Linked DNA regions of Mus musculus: region 1 is linked to region 2. A link is a contact called in public HiChIP or PLAC-seq data. All regions are on one chromosome and are shown on one strand. The core of a region is the stretch at or near the end of the contact, and the rest is flanking DNA. Distances in the headings are between cores, read along the strand shown.

What was found. HiChIP or PLAC-seq counts read pairs in DNA pulled down with a chosen protein or histone mark.
Region 1: an H3K4me3 HiChIP or PLAC-seq map of bone marrow-derived macrophages shows a contact between it and region 2, with 2.9 times the contacts expected there. The contact joins the enhancer-like site here to the promoter of Tbc1d2 in region 2. A contact is called at or near these places in 6 of 39 promoter capture datasets (the C10 cell line, hematopoietic stem and progenitor cells, liver and 3 more), 3 of 15 datasets of contacts at CTCF or cohesin (the G1E-ER4 cell line, large pre-B cells and pro-B cells), 51 of 484 Hi-C or Micro-C datasets (B cells, the Ba/F3 cell line, the C10 cell line and 34 more), 13 of 115 datasets of contacts at active chromatin or transcription factors (the HPC-7 cell line, acute myeloid leukemia, bone marrow-derived dendritic cells and 6 more) and 6 of 9 other capture datasets (adipose tissue, bone marrow-derived macrophages, embryonic stem cells and 3 more).

The regions. Positions count from the first base shown.
Region 1 is chr4:46,556,775-46,564,000 of GRCm38.p6, forward strand. It overlaps Coro2a (coronin, actin binding protein 2A), which reads right to left. Exons shown (of 12, transcript NM_001164804.1): 2 at 6,121-6,321. The coding sequence starts at 6,321. Among named protein-coding and RNA genes, the nearest start is that of Trim14, 24 kb to the left of the region's middle. Within about 2 kb of position 2,052, at least 37 of the 459 cell types and tissues checked have an H3K27ac peak or open chromatin away from gene starts, as enhancers often do. A contact at or near this core is called in the Ba/F3 cell line, the CH12 cell line, ECoMG-derived neutrophils and 9 more, where this site is marked.
Region 2 is chr4:46,644,961-46,652,641 of GRCm38.p6, forward strand. It overlaps Tbc1d2 (TBC1 domain family, member 2), which reads right to left and starts at 5,239. Exons shown (of 13, transcript NM_198664.3): 1 at 4,709-5,239; 2 at 1,157-1,298. The coding sequence starts at 5,074.

The DNA.
Region 1 (7,226 bases), core at 802-3,301, 91 kb before region 2:
CACACCTGTATCTGAAGCACTTGAAGTGGAGGCAGGAGGACTGCCTCCACTTCAAGGCCACCTGGGACTACATGGTGAGTTCTACTTTAGTTTGGCAGGGTATAATCATATCACCCACCCACCAAAAAGAAAGAGCTGCGAAAAGTCTAATTTGTTTTGTTTTAAAGATAAGGTCTTAATATGCAACCCAGGCTGACCTTAAACTCTGAGCAATCCTCCTGCCTCAGCCTCTGGACTGCTGGGATTCCAGGGGTGTGCCACCACACCTACCCTGCAGTTTCTGAGAACTTTACGTTCACAGCTACCTCCTGATCCAGCAGCTGTCTTCAGCACTCACCCAGGAAGTGACTACAGAGAGACAGCTTCACTCAGAACAGTCCTGGACTGGAATCAGTCAGACGCTCGGCTTGCTTGCTTGGTTGTGGGACATGGTCTCCCTGTGTCACCTGGGTTAGGGCTTCTCTTTCTGGTTCAGCTTCCCAAGTGCTGGGATTACAGGGGTGGACATTACTTTTAGACTGCCAAGAGGTGTGTGTGTGTGTGTGTGTGTGTGTGTGTGTGTGTGTGTCTGTGTGTGTGTGTAGGGTTTTGGCCCAATGCCTCCTGTATGATAGGAAAGAACTCTCCACCAGCTTCATCCCTACCTCCTACTAGGTAGCATTTAGTGGGTGAACGGCTAAATACCCATTTAAGACAGCAACCGAGGCAATAGAGAAAAACACAGGAAATTAAGGGCACATGAGAAAATAGTGAAACCCCTTCATGATCTAGTCAGCCAAGAGTCAAGAAATGTCAAAAGAAAAAAAAAGTATGAAGCCAAATTGCCTACAGAGATAATTCGAGTTTTCTGGAAAGCATCTCAAATAAGGATGTTAAAGTAACAAATGGAAAGAAAGGAAGAAAGAAAAAGAGAGAGAGGGAGGGGTGTGGTAGTATGTTCACACCTATAGTCTCTGCACTTGGGAGACAGAAGCAGGAGGCCATTCTGGTCTACACAGGGAGTTCCAGGTTATCTAGGGTTCAAGCCAAGCCAAGCCAAGCCAAACCAAACCAAACCAAACCAAACCAAACCAAACCAAACCGAACCGAACCAAACCAAACCAAACCGAACCAAACCAAACCAAACTGAACCAAACCAAGCCGAACCAAACCAAATCAAACCAAACTAAAAAAGCAACAAGCTGGGCATGGTGCACATCTTTAACCCTAGCCCTCGGCAGGCAGAGACAGGATCTTTGTGAGCCTGCCTGGTCTACATATGAGTTCCAGGACAGTCAGGTCTACACAGGGACCCTGTCTCAACACCTGGGAAAACAAAGCAGAACAAAACAAGACAGGAACAACCAGTGAACTCTGTGTATTTAGGGCCAGAATGTGTGTGGCCTTGAGTTTAATGTATCAGTGTTCTTTCATTTTTAAACAGTATACATGAGAATTTCATTTCCAAGAGAAAATTCTTTAAGAAAAATAAATTACCCAGCTCCTACATCTTACTTAGCTTTCAGCTACAAATTTAAGCTTCGCTTCAACTTTAAATCTTGCAAATTACATCCTTTGAGGGCTGTAATGGCCCAAGATCATATACCCGGCTGCTGTGAAGAGAGGCGAGGGTAGGTAACTTTCTCTGAAAAGCATGCACCCATTGTCAGGCCTGTCCTGTCTTCTGGTAAGCATCCAGCCTACATAGCTTACAAGCTCCCTAACTCTGCTTCTTCACTCTGCGGGAGAGGAAGGTCAGCCATCTCTGAGAAGAGGTCTCTGGGAGGGGGAAGGGAAGTCCTGAGGCTGCTTCTAAGTGGGCTGTGCCTCCCTCCGTGCCTCTGCTGACCCAGCAGCACCCTGGATGCGTGTCCAGAGAACCACACTCCTGAGTAAAGACAAGCACATTCAGATGCAGCTCACAGCCCCCCCCCCCCCCCCCCGGATGGATAGGCGCTAAAGGCTTCAAACGCAGAAGGCTGCAGAATTGATCCTCTTTACACAGCCTTAAAATGATAACAGCGATGAAATGAGGAAGAGATCGATGCTAGTCAGGGGTCAAGGAGGAAGTGGGGTGTCGAGGAATGACTGTGTCGGGAGGGGCAGGGAGAGGTCTGTGGGTGGCACGTATGCCCAATAGTGACCTGGACATCCTTATCAAGCTTGTGACACTGAACTGCAGTGCTATCGGCAGTGGGTAATCAGTAAAAAGGCACCCAGGATCCCACTGTATTATCTCATGCACACGCTTATGAATCTGCAAGTATCAAAAGTGACAAGTGCAAATGAGTGCTTGCTTCCAGGATCATAAGGGATGAGAGACCCACTTCCTTCACACACGTGCTGAGGCAGAATTCGGTGCACACACACACACACAGACACACACACACGCCAAAGTTCTGGGCACTGGAGAGATGGCTCAGCCATCTGAGCTGTTCTTCCTGAGGACCCAAGCAGTTCACAACTGTCTGTAACCCCAGTTCCAGGGTATCTGTCACCCTCACACAAACATACACGGAGTCAGTACATCAATGTAAATAAAAATTGAAGAATTTAAAAAGGAGTGTGTGTAGTTAGCCTGAAATACTCTAGATGGGTGTCAGAAGTGCTGGCAGCTCTGGGGTAGGCTGGGACTGCAGATGCCCTAGCTGCCCCTGAACCTTATCTTTATGGTCCCACAAAGGTGTGACTAGGCTCACAGGTGGCACTAGCAGTTGTGCCTGCGTTCATGGACGTCTGAGACTTGTCCTTGAGCTATGTGTGAGATTGCAAACAGCCCAAAGGCCGATAGGTGTGACGCTACACTCCTATAGTTCCAGCACATAGGAGGGTGGAGACAGCGGGCTCAGAGGGCAGGTCAGCGTGGGCTAGGAGGTCGTTTTAATTAAAGAAGAAAAAGAACGCAAAGGATTCATAAATCTTATCTAGGACCAGGCTGAGTTTCAGCTCCGGTGGCTTCCCAGACTTTCTGAGGCTCCAATCACCTTCCCCACAGTCTCAGCACGGCTCTGCCATGCTCCTGCTCGGGAGACGTGAACACCCCTCATGCCCAGGTCTTAGCTTCTGGTTCTGCTTCGCCTGGACACTTTCTTTAGAGTTGAAGCCATTGTCTAGGGGTATCTTCCCAAGAAGGCCTTCCTGGACCGTCCTGTGTGAAGCAGGCTTGTTCCCTAACCCATGTCATCCCTCATCACATGAACTTGATATCCATTGTCTGAACACGCCAGGATTCTCATCAGTAGGTTCACGCAAGGTAGAAAGAATCCGAGTAGGAAAAACCAGGAACCAACCAGTTCATTCTTTTTCCAACCCTGGGAATCAAACCCATGGCCTTGTGGACTCTCCTAGCCAGCCACATCCCCTGCCCTAATTAATTCCTTAATGAGTGAACAATGAAACTCGTTTGGTGGACAGAACCTTTCAGAGGTGGTCAGGGCTTGGGAGAAGGTTGTGGGAAGCGAGGAGCATCCGGGCCCCTCTACCTCTGACCTGTAGACAGTCTTCCAGCAGTGACCAGAAAGTCTCACTTTGACTCATTCTCCTCCAGCTCGTAAACCTTCGTCTCCTTAGAACGCATTTTTCCGTGTCTCGCCCTGGCAGTCAAGGCCCTTCTCAAACAGCCTGGTCTGCTTCTCCAGGGCTTTTCCCTGCCTCGCTTTCAAAGACTGCTCATGGGTTCCAGTCAGACTGTGGTTCGGATTGTTCCCTGAGGACCTCACAGCTCGGTCAGGCCCTTCCTTCTACCATGTAGAATCACAACTGCTTAGCAGCATAAACAATGGTTAAGTGATGTGTTCAGTCAGTGGAAATCTGTGAGTCAGCAAACCCGTACAGGAGTAAACAAAGCCTGAGCCTCTCCCACCATTTGAGGAGGAAGGAGCAGAAGCATTGAGAAGCCAGGGCACAGAGGCCCAAGCACAAAACAGGCCGTGCGGTGCATCTTAGGAAAGGACAATGAACTGGGCCTGTGAACAAGGGAGGTGGAGGCAGGAGGATGAGTTCAAGGTTCACTTTAGCTACAGAGTAGATCTCCATGAACATGGGACACGTTTCTGATTAATTCACATCACCTTCTACGACTCCTTCAGTAATGCTCTGTGATTTTCTCCTACGTCTGGCTTGTTCATTTATAGGAGTGTTTGTTATTATTGTTGTTCTTTTCTTTTCTTTTTTTTTTTTTTTTTTTTTTTTTTTTTTGGTTTGTTGAGACAGGGTTTCTCTGTGTAGCCCTGGCTGTCCTGGAACTCACTTTGTAGACCAGGCTGGCCTTGAACTCAGAAATCCGCCTGCCTCTGCCTCCCAAGTGCCGGGATTAAAGGCATGTGCCACCAACGACTGCCTGTTGGTTTGCTTTTTTGAGACAGGATCTCACTATGTAGCTCTGGCTGTCCTGGAACTCACTATGTAGATCATGTTGGCCTTAAACTCACAGAGGACCCACCTGCCTCTGCCATGCTAATACTGAGATCAAAGATATGCACTACCATGCCCACCTGCATCCTAGGTGCTCATCTGTAACCCCAGCACCTGCATCCTAGATGCTCATCTGTAACCCCAGTGCCTGTATCCTAGGTGCTCATTTGTAATCTCAGCACCTGCATCCTAGGTGCTCATCTGTAACCCCAGCACCTGCATCCTAGGTGCTCATCTGTAACCCCAGCACCTGCATCCTAGATGCTCATCTGTAACCCCAGCACCTGCATCCTAGGTGCTCATCTGTAACCCCAGCACCTGCATCCTAGGTGCTCATCTGTAACCCCAGTGCCTGCATCCTAGATGCTCATCTGTAACCTCAGCACCTGCATCCTAGATGCTCATCTGTAACCTCAGCACCTGCATCCTAGGTGCTCATCTGTAACCTCAGCACCTGCATCCTAGATGCTCATCTGTAACCTCAGCACCTGCATCCTAGGTGCTCATCTGTAACCTCAGCACCTGCATCCTAAGAGATCAGAGGAGAAGACAGAGAATCACCAGATGCTGGATGGCCAGCTAGCCTGGAGTAAGCTGCACAGTGCTAGAAACAATAATGAAGACCCTGCCTCACCTCAGGGGTGAGAACTGACTCCTGGAAGTTGCCCTTGGATTTCTACATTTGCATTGTGGCATGCATGTATGCCCCCATAAGCCCCCACAGAGGAACACACACACAACAAATATACAAACAGCAAAAACAAAATAAGCAAATTTTCATTTTGATTCCCCCCTTGGCTTATAAATTATTTAGAAATGTGGCCTAGAACTCTAACTCACACTCAGGAGGTCAACTTAGGAGGATGAGAATAAGGCCAACCTTAGCTACACAGGGAGTTCCAGAGCTGGGCTACAGGAGACCCTGTCACAAGCAAGCAAGCAAGCAAGCAAGCAAACACTGGGTACATGGGGCCTCCTTTAGCCGGTCTGCTGTTACTGGCTTCTACACCCACTGCGTTGTGATGAGGGGAGCTATCTTTGAAGTCGTCACCCTCCAGGCTTTGACTGCACAGACCCTTCTGTCCCTATCTAAGACTGTGGGCTCCTTCCTGTGGCCCAACTTCCTCACCTCTCCTGCCATGAGTTGGAGTTCAGCCTGGGATCCCCCACCCCCACCCCCCAGGTCTCTTCCTAAGTTCTGATGAAGGCAGGCTCAGCACTCGGATCCCACAAAGATCCCCTCTAGGGTAATCTATATGAAGACGTCACTCCGTGGGTCCAAACACTGGGTAACAGGGATAGCTCCTGGTGCAAGCATGCTCTCACTGCTGCCTCTAGGGAAAAGTGTTCTTCCCTTCTGCCTATTGTTTTTGGGCTTCCCACTCTCGCCCCTTGACAAGGGGAGGTGGCTTCGGCAATCTCCCTGATTTCAGTTGAGCCCAGCAAATTGTTCTTACAAGTATATTTCATTCAAGAGAGAAAAATTTGGAAGTGAGTACTCTTCTTGGATGGGCGAGAAAAGGGCCTATAAGTGGCTGGGCCAGCTGCTGAGAGCTCAACTCTTAGGATATCGACTTTTCCCAAGAAGAGTCAAAGAACTAAACTCACACAACTAGGAAAGCAGGCCAGGCCTTTAGTCATCTTTGACTGGAGACCTGGGCTCCCCACCTTGTCTAACTGTCCTGTAGACCTCTGGAGGCTGGGCCCCATGATCTCTGGGGTCCTTACCTGGTGCAGGGGGATGACAAGGAAGGCGCCCCCGCCGGCACATTCAGTGACCACAGCGATGAAGTGGGGGTTCACGGCACAGAAGTGGTTGTCGTGGACGCTGCGTGTGATGGGCACAGAGTCGTAGCAGTTCTCTTTGCTGGCGGGCTTGCCGTAGACATGACGGAACTTGGAGCTGCGGTACTGGGGGTGCCATGACATCTGTAGGGGATGGAGGGACCGAGAGTATAAGGCTCACTGCTTTACCATGGAACACAGTGAGACTACTGAACAGGCATAGCCTGGCCAGTGGTTTGGTTTCACTGCTGATTCTTTTTGAGGCAAGGTCTTAGACCAGGCTGGCCTGGAACTCACTGTATAGCTCAGGATGGCCTACAACTCATGATTATTTTGTCTTAACCACTTGAGTGCTAGGATTATAGGTTGTGCCACCAAGCCTGGTGATTGTGGCCAATTCTGCAAAGGCAGTGGTCCACTCTGAGGTACAGCCAGGTGAGCAGGCTATCACTGTGGTTATAGAGGAGGCTAATAGTCATAGCTATTGATCTGTTTGCTGATACATTAAGGCCTTTCCGTTTTTTCAAGTATGAACCCCGAAAACAGAGAGGCCACAGAATATTTGCCCCTAGCCCAACTTTTCTCACCAGACACGATCTCCTGCCAACTAAGTGAGAACCAGTGTTGTTCTCTGAAGCCGGCCAGTCTGGCCTTCAGTTCCAACTTTGTCTCGCTATGACTTAACCCTTGGCGTCACCATTTTCTTGTTTATAAAGTGGGACAACACAAGTCTGTCTCATAGACTTGTGTCTCCCCTCTGGAAAAGGAGCTGTTGGCCCCCATGAATGAAGCCACCCAGTCCAGAGCATCGTGACGGCGTCTGTGGATACCTATCTGCCCCACCCCCATCCTTATTTCTATTGCCAAGGTTTGTCCAGATCTTGGAAATGGGGAACAGGTCACAGAAGTGGGGGAGGATGGTATCTAGTAAGGTCAGGGCATGGGAGTGTCCGTACTGTGTGACCACGTGTGTCACGAGCCTGCCTGGCATTCGTCACAGAGTTCTTGGGGTGCTGGCATTGTCCCAGGCGTGTCTGGGACCTTCTGCC
Region 2 (7,681 bases), core at 3,989-6,488:
ATACAGCTGCAGCCAACTGGCCTGTCAACTGAAGTGGTTGAGTTTTAGACACTGACTCGGTACTGGGACCTGACTGATTACCCATGCTCTGTCTGGCAGGGGCAGCTGTGGGGTGGTCCAGCCACCGCACAGGGGTGGGACAAAAAGTGATTTCCCCAGGCTTCTCCATGTCGGGATATTCTACAGCCTGGGATTTAAAAAGCCTTCACTCGGGCTGGTGAGATGGCTCAGTGGGTAAGAGCACCCGACTGCTCTTCCAAAGGTCCGGAGTTCAAATCCCAGCAACCACATGGTGGCTCACAACCATCTGTAATGAGATCTGATGCCCTCTACTGGAGTGTCTGAAGACAGCTACAGTGAACTTACATATAATAAATAAATAAATCTTTAAAAAAAATTGTATTTAAAAAAAAAAAAAAAAGCCTTCACTCACAGCAAATCGTGATGGCACATGTTCATTATCCTACTGCTAAGGAGGCCAAACTGGACTAAAATCCAAGGGTAAGGGATGGTGGCTTAATGGCAGAGTGGTTAGCTAGCATTCATGAGATCCAGAATTCAACCCCTGATAAATACACACACACACACACACACAAACACACACACACACACAGAGAGAGAGAGAGAGAGAGAGAGATGAAACCTCACTTGCAGGCAATATAGGACAAAGAACTTTGTTCTCTGAAAACATCAGGGTTAATGTCATAACAGAGAATCACCACAGACGTGTGTAAGAAGCCAGCACTGCACTTTCTCACAAGTGAGCAGGTGTAACTTCCTGCGATGCCTTAGGGATGTTACAATGTTCTGGGTGCTGACCCTATGCAGGCATTGCTCTAAGCATCTGCGGCATATGGATTCAGCTAAGCCTCGGAAGAATGCTAAGACGGATCTAATTTTTTTCACCTCATTTGGAAGGGAAGGAATCTGCATCTCAGAGAGGCTTGGCAACTCGCCTGAAATCACCCATGACTGAGACCTGAACTCAAGCAGCCAGCCCAGGTTCCTGTCCTAACCCATCCTACATCCCATTCAACATCCCGTTCATTCCTGGTCCTGCTTCTTGGCAGAGAGCTCCTCCCACGCTCCCAGCAAGAGGGGGAAAGCCTGGCTATCAGATGCTTGGGTCTGTGGCTGGAGACCAGCCGGCTGGTACCTAGTTTGAGGTGCAGGGTGGGCCCATTCTCAGCCAGGGCGGCAGCAGGGGTGGCGGGAAGTGCAGGTGGGCTGTTGTGGAACTCCCAGCGCTTCATCTGCAGCTGCTGTAGCCAGTAGAGCATGGCCTGCTTGGTGGCAGCCTGAGAAGCACAAGCATTGGTTAGTAAGGTCCCAGGCCTTAGGGTAACACTAGGCCTGGCCTACAGAGCTCACGGAAGGTTCAGGAACTCTGTCCACTCTGTGTGTGTGTGTGTGTGTGTGTGTGTGTGTGTGTGTGTCTATATTCACTTCTCTAATGGCACTCAGACTGGAGAGATGGCTCAGCTCTTCCAGAGGTCCTGAGTTCAAATCCCAGCAACCACATGGTGGTTCACAACCATCTGTAATGGGATCTGATGCCCTCTTCTGGTGTGTCTGAAGACAGCTACAGTGTACTCACATACATAAAATAAATATGGCCGGAGCAGGGGCCTGGAGCAAGCGGGGCCAGAAACAAACAAACAAACAAACAAACAGAATCAGGCTCTGGTTTTCTCCTTAGGGACTCCTCAATGTCTCTGTGCCTCTGTTTCCTCAATTGCTTTGTGGTGATGTCAGTCACTACTTTCCCAACTGATGGACTAAACAGCTGTTTTTACATCTGTCAGCTTTCTGGATCTTGTAGGGAGAAGGCAGGAGTGACCAGCCTTTTCCCACAGATGGATATAAGTGGCCCAGGCCCCAGAAACTAGGTCTCTCAGTTGAAAACTGGAAGTTTATTTTAAATATACTTTTAAAAGTACAAGCCTTGGTGGGCTTAGATGATGGGTGGCTTGCTGGAGCAGACAGCCTCAAGGCTACGAAAGGGTGGCAAAGGCTACAGAGCAGCCAGGGCAAGCTCTCTCTTTCAGAGAGGTGTGACCTGCATAGGGAGAGAGATTGTCACCATGAGCTTCAGCTGTCAACATGACACAAACTAAGACTCACCTGGGAAACTGTGACTTAATCAAAGGATGGTCTAGATCATATTGCCCTGTAGCCATGTCTGTGAGGCATTTTCTTAGTTACTGATCCATGGAGGAGAGCTCAGCCCACTGTTGGCGGCGCCATACCCAGGCAGGCATGTCTAGGTCAGTGGTTCTCAACCTTCCTCATGCTGCGACTCTTTAACACAGTTTCTTATGCTGTGAGGACCTTTGACCATAAAATTATTTTTATTTTTTTTTTAAAGATTTATTTATTTATTATATGTAAGTTCACTGTAGCTGTCTTCAGACACTCCAGTAGAGGGCATCAGATCTCATTACAGATGGTTGTGAGCCACCATGTGGTTGCTGGGATTTGAACTCCGGACCTTTGGAAGAGCAGTCGGGTGCTCCTACCCACTGAGCCATCTCACCAGCCCTAAAATTATTTTAATAGCTACTTCGTAACTGTAATTTTGCTATTGTTATGAATCGTAATGTAAATGTCTGATAGGCAACCCCCAAAGAGGTTGCAACCAACAGACTGAGAACCACTGTACTCTCGGCTTACACAGAGGAGGCTGAGCAAGCCAGAGAAAGCAAGCCAGTAAGCAGGGTGCCACTATGGGCTCTGCCCCCAGGCTCCTGCTTGAGTTCCTGCCCCCCAGGGAAGGACTATGGTGTGTAAGGAAGCCTTGCCTTCCCCAGATTGCTTTTGGCCATGGTGTTTCTCAAGGAAACAAACTCAACTAGAACTCTCAAGTTCTATGGAGTCCCTTGGCCTGCTACTCAGATATCAATGAGACAGACTAATATCTACCAGTCTTTTCTGTCCGCACTCTGTTCCTCCGACACTTCCATTTCTCTTAGGCGTCACCACAACCCGATAGACCCCAGACAGACACAAGCACCTCGTTTTACTCCTGAACTCATTCGACATGTTCGACGGAGACCGACCCTGTGACGGGCAGGCCAGCACTCGAGAGGCAGCCCTTAGATCTAACCAGAGTTTACTTCAGATGGCACGGGTCTGGATGTTTTCTTCACCGTGAGGCCTCTTCTGTCTGCGCTATTGCAACCAGGCCACCTGCCAATTCCTATACCCTGCATCCACAGGCCTAACATCTCTGTCATCTGCATTTTCTCCAGGGCCACAGCTCCTGCTCAGCCACCATCCCCTCCTGGGCTCTCTGCTTACCAGCTTCTCCTTATCCCAATTTGCTCTCTGCCCAACAGCCAGGCTGAGCTCTCTGAGCACTCTAATCTCATTGTACTCTCTTAGCTTAAGGCTCTCAGACAGCTTCTACAGCCTAGAAACAAAGTCCAAGGCCCTGGCCTCACTCCCCAGTGTCACCCCCTTCACCTCCATCCTTTGGGCACCTATGTATGCCAGGCTCCTGTTGCTTGCCTGTGACTCGTACTTACACTATGTTTCCCACCTGTCTGCCTATGCTCTCTCAGCATCATCGTCTCTCTCCCATCACCACTTGTTTAAAGTGACGATGTCTTTCTGAAAAGCTCCCCTCCTCATTTGGAGGAGCCGATCCCTCTGTCACCACACTGTTACTGTCCAAACTCTTCGCAGAGTCTCCATGAGGCACTTACCCATGCCTGCCAGTTTCCCCATCACACCTCGAGCTGTTTGAGAATGCGGTGCAGAGTTGAGCAAGTCTGACTTGATCCACACCCCAAAGCCTAGCACAGAGCCAGGCATATGTATGGACTAACCAAAAAAATAAAAATAAATAAATAAATCATGTGCTGAGGGACCCTGACCAACAGCACTTGTCTTGTGGAAGGAACACAAGACCTAAGCCCACATGACCTCTAAAATGTCCTTTCTTGTTTAAAAATTGGATTCCAGCCTAGCCAACTGGCCACACTGCCAGGAAAGGAGAACTACACCTCCCGGCATCCTAGTATCTGAACAGCTGCAGGTTGAGGACATAGGGAGACAGAGACCAGGCAGTGGAAAGAAAGACCTTCATCCTTGCACTCCTCTGCCTAGAGAACTAACCTAAGCCCACATCCATCTTCCCAGACAGGTAACAGGACACTTCCCCTTAACATGATAGATAGGTTCTGACCTGTGGCTCCATCACTCCGTGTGTGCATACGTGTTTATTCAAAAGGCATTTACTAAGAACTCACTAGTTCAGGCATGCCTGGATGAACAATCTAGGCCCATCAGTGAACTTACATATTTTCCTTCCTAATCCCTACCCATGTCTGCATTCCCTCCCGTTGGCCAAAACACCAAGATATGAATCAGATCCTGGCCTCAGCGAGTGCAACCACAGTACCCTGACTGCTTCAATACCAGGTTTGATAACAGCACTGGAAGATTCCAAAAAGTGAGCCACAGCATTGTAAATGCCTGGGCTGGGCCATTCCCTTTTGTCTATGAATCAGTTTCTTAATGCATAAAAGGAGTCCCTCACCCTTGCCTGTGGGAAGGCAATAAGGAAATGGTGTGAAAGCTAAGTGGGACAGCTCCAGGCTCTGGGGCACTGACTGGATGGTGATCACCGTCCGGGTTAATTTGCGGTGGCCATGCATTGGCCCTGAAAACTAGCTCGAGCTGTAAAGTGCGGAGTTCCACTTACCTTGAGGGTAATAACCCGGCTGGGAGTCTTGATTTCAAAAGTGCCCTCCTCCTCAGCGTCCGCCTTACAGTCAAAGACCGCACTGGAGAGATCGATGCTGTCCAAGGGGTTTGCATCCTGCGCGGTGCGCGAATAATACAGGTGGCACTTCCTCTCATCGTAGAAGAACCAGCGGCATTTCCAGCCCTTGATGGGTCCTTTGCCGCCAAACTTACTTAAATACCCACAGAGTTTCTTAGGGACCGTGTCTAGAGGCCGGGCGCAGCCCTCCGAATCCCCGGGAGATACCACCTCGGGCTCCCTGGCCAAGCCCGGAGGCTGTGTGGACTCCGAGGAAGAGGGAGTGCGCTCGGGGGCGTCCTCCATCGCTGCTGGCCCGCTGCACAGGCCTGCGGCACTGGAATGCGGGAGGTCCGACGGGCACCTGGGAACCGGCGATACCTGGCTGGGGCGGAGCCGGTCCGGTCCAGCCCCTAGAAGAAGGCGGAGAGCACCCCTGCCGGCGCCGGAGAGAGCGCCTTAGACACTTGACAGCAAACTCAGCGCAGGACGGCAGGCCACGCCCCTGTCACGCGAGGACCGCCCCGGGTCCCGCCCACCAAGCCAACTTCCGGCTTTTCCTCCGCGCTGTCGGCCATGTTGCTTCGTTCGCCCGCGGCGCGTGCGGGCGCCTCTGTTTAAAAACAAGGCTTTTTCTTTCTCCGAGGCGCTTTAAGCGTGGGGAGGGATGCAGGAAGCCAGGCCAAGCTACGTGGCCGTGGGGTTCGCGTGGAGGCGCTGGAGCATGGCGTCCTCTCCAGCCGCCACTCTACGGGTGCCGCGCGAGTCACCGCGGGACGGCGCATCGCGCAGCCATTGGCCGAGCGCTCCGTTTCCGATCCTGAACCTAAAAGTTTGGAAGTTTTCCCAGTCACCTCCCGCGATCGCTCTGGTCGGACACCACCTCCTCCACCACCCCTGCCTCGGCTCGCATTTCACCTTACAGCCCCAGTCGCCTTACCTCGGGCGCCTTGTTGCACTGGCGGGAACGCGGAGCACCGCGAGGACAGAGCAGAGCTTTAAATAGCAGGGCTAGGATCCAACTGATTCCCTCAACCTCCTGCCTCAGTTTACCAAAGCGCCCCGAGGCGTGTTTCGCCACTAGATCGATACACCTTGTTCTGGTTCACCTCTCTTCTGGAGTCTCATCTTTCTTGCCGGTTACTTTGCCCGTCACCTCAACTCCCTTGTGCGATCCGTTTACAGGCAAGGGTTTTTTAGTGGAAGTATGGCAGTAGCGACCCTCTCTGAGTACCTGTATATTTTTAAGATTCTCTATCGTTGAGCGACTTTGCTAAGGTTTTCTCACATAAGGATGGGCAGGGCTCACACCTACCCTTCCCTCCACAACAAGAGAATTTATGGTGAAACTAAGGAGCCCTCCTAGACTTGGAGAGGCCACTGGGCGTTGGATTTTGTAGATGGGGAAGGTTACAAATCAGTATTGTCTACTAAATACCAGGCGCTCGCGCGGGGGCGGGGGGGTCTTTTTTATTGGAAACAGATTATTTTCTCATCCCAAATCAACATTGGCCATCGTACCTCTGTTGATAATTTTGCATTTTTAAGAAATCCTTCAGTACTTCCTTGATCCACACCTGTCTATCCTCAGAACTGTTTTTGATAGTATGCCCGAAGCTCCAAATACAGAAGGTAGAAAAGGGTGAGTCTTCATTAAATGTTGGCTGCAACTGAAAGTCAATAAACGACTTAAAAGCTGTAAGCCACCAAGAGGACAATAGGGTGTTTAGCAGAATTCACACCACTGAAAACTGGAAAATGCTACAATTAAATTATTGTTTAAGACAGGATCTCATACAGCACAGGCTGGGCTCAAGCTTGCTGTGTAGCCAAATATGACTTTGAATTTTGAACAGTCCTGCCATTGGCAGCAGAGCCAGACACAGCAGCTGTGAGTTCTCGCAAACCTTTAGGGACCACAACCCACATGAAACTGAATCCTCACCTGTATTGCAGAGACGAGCTTGCGGATGAACCAGTAAGAAGCAGATCGGAGTGTTTTAAAAAGGTGCCCAGGAGACCCTAGAGTATGAGTGTGGACTTCTCACAGTCTTACTTTAGGGACTTAGCTCTAGCCATATGTACTATTTTGGTGGCTTCAAGTGACATCTCAAAGGATTACTAAGAAATTTTATTTTGGACCTCCTTTCCAATAGTGAGAGACTGGCTCTGGAGGTACCTTGGCTGGAATTACAATATGATAAGATAAAGCCAGGATCAATTAGAGTTACACAAGACACTTAGAACATCTCTTACCCCAGAGGGGCTTTCTAGTAAGATTCCTAAAAAATTACAGGTTTACCAATAGGAAGAGAGAAAGGCCTGAAGCAGTTGTTCCTCATCTTGATATTCTCAGCAAGCAAGAGACTTCAACCAGACTCAGGAGTGAAAGGCTGCTTCCTGTAGCTGAATAATTTTCCCAGTTTTTTACCTTGCTACCCTCTTGAGCCCACTTCCGAACTGTTGAGATTATAGGAATGCACCTCCGTGCCTGGCTGCAATGGGCTTTCATACTGCTTTCAGACTTTACAAGAGTCAGTAGAAAGGAAATAAGTTCCAAGAATTCTGTGATAAGGCTGACTCTCGTAGAGAACATCCAATCTCTTATGTTCCAGGTCAGAAAGAGATTTTTTTGGTTTCCATAAAGAATCTGCAAATACCTTGACCACAATGACATAATGTGTGAAAATAATACAGACAAGTTAGTCTTGGGCTGTGTAGATGGCTGGGGTCAAGGTGCTTGCTGCTCAAGCTGATGACCTACCTGAGTTCTGTCCCTGGTCCCACACGGCAGAAGGAGAGAACAGACTCCAAAACGGTACCATCTGACCTTTGTGCAAGCACACACACACACACACACACACACACACAATGTAATTTTTAAATTAATGACAATTTCTTTCAAGCCTTAGG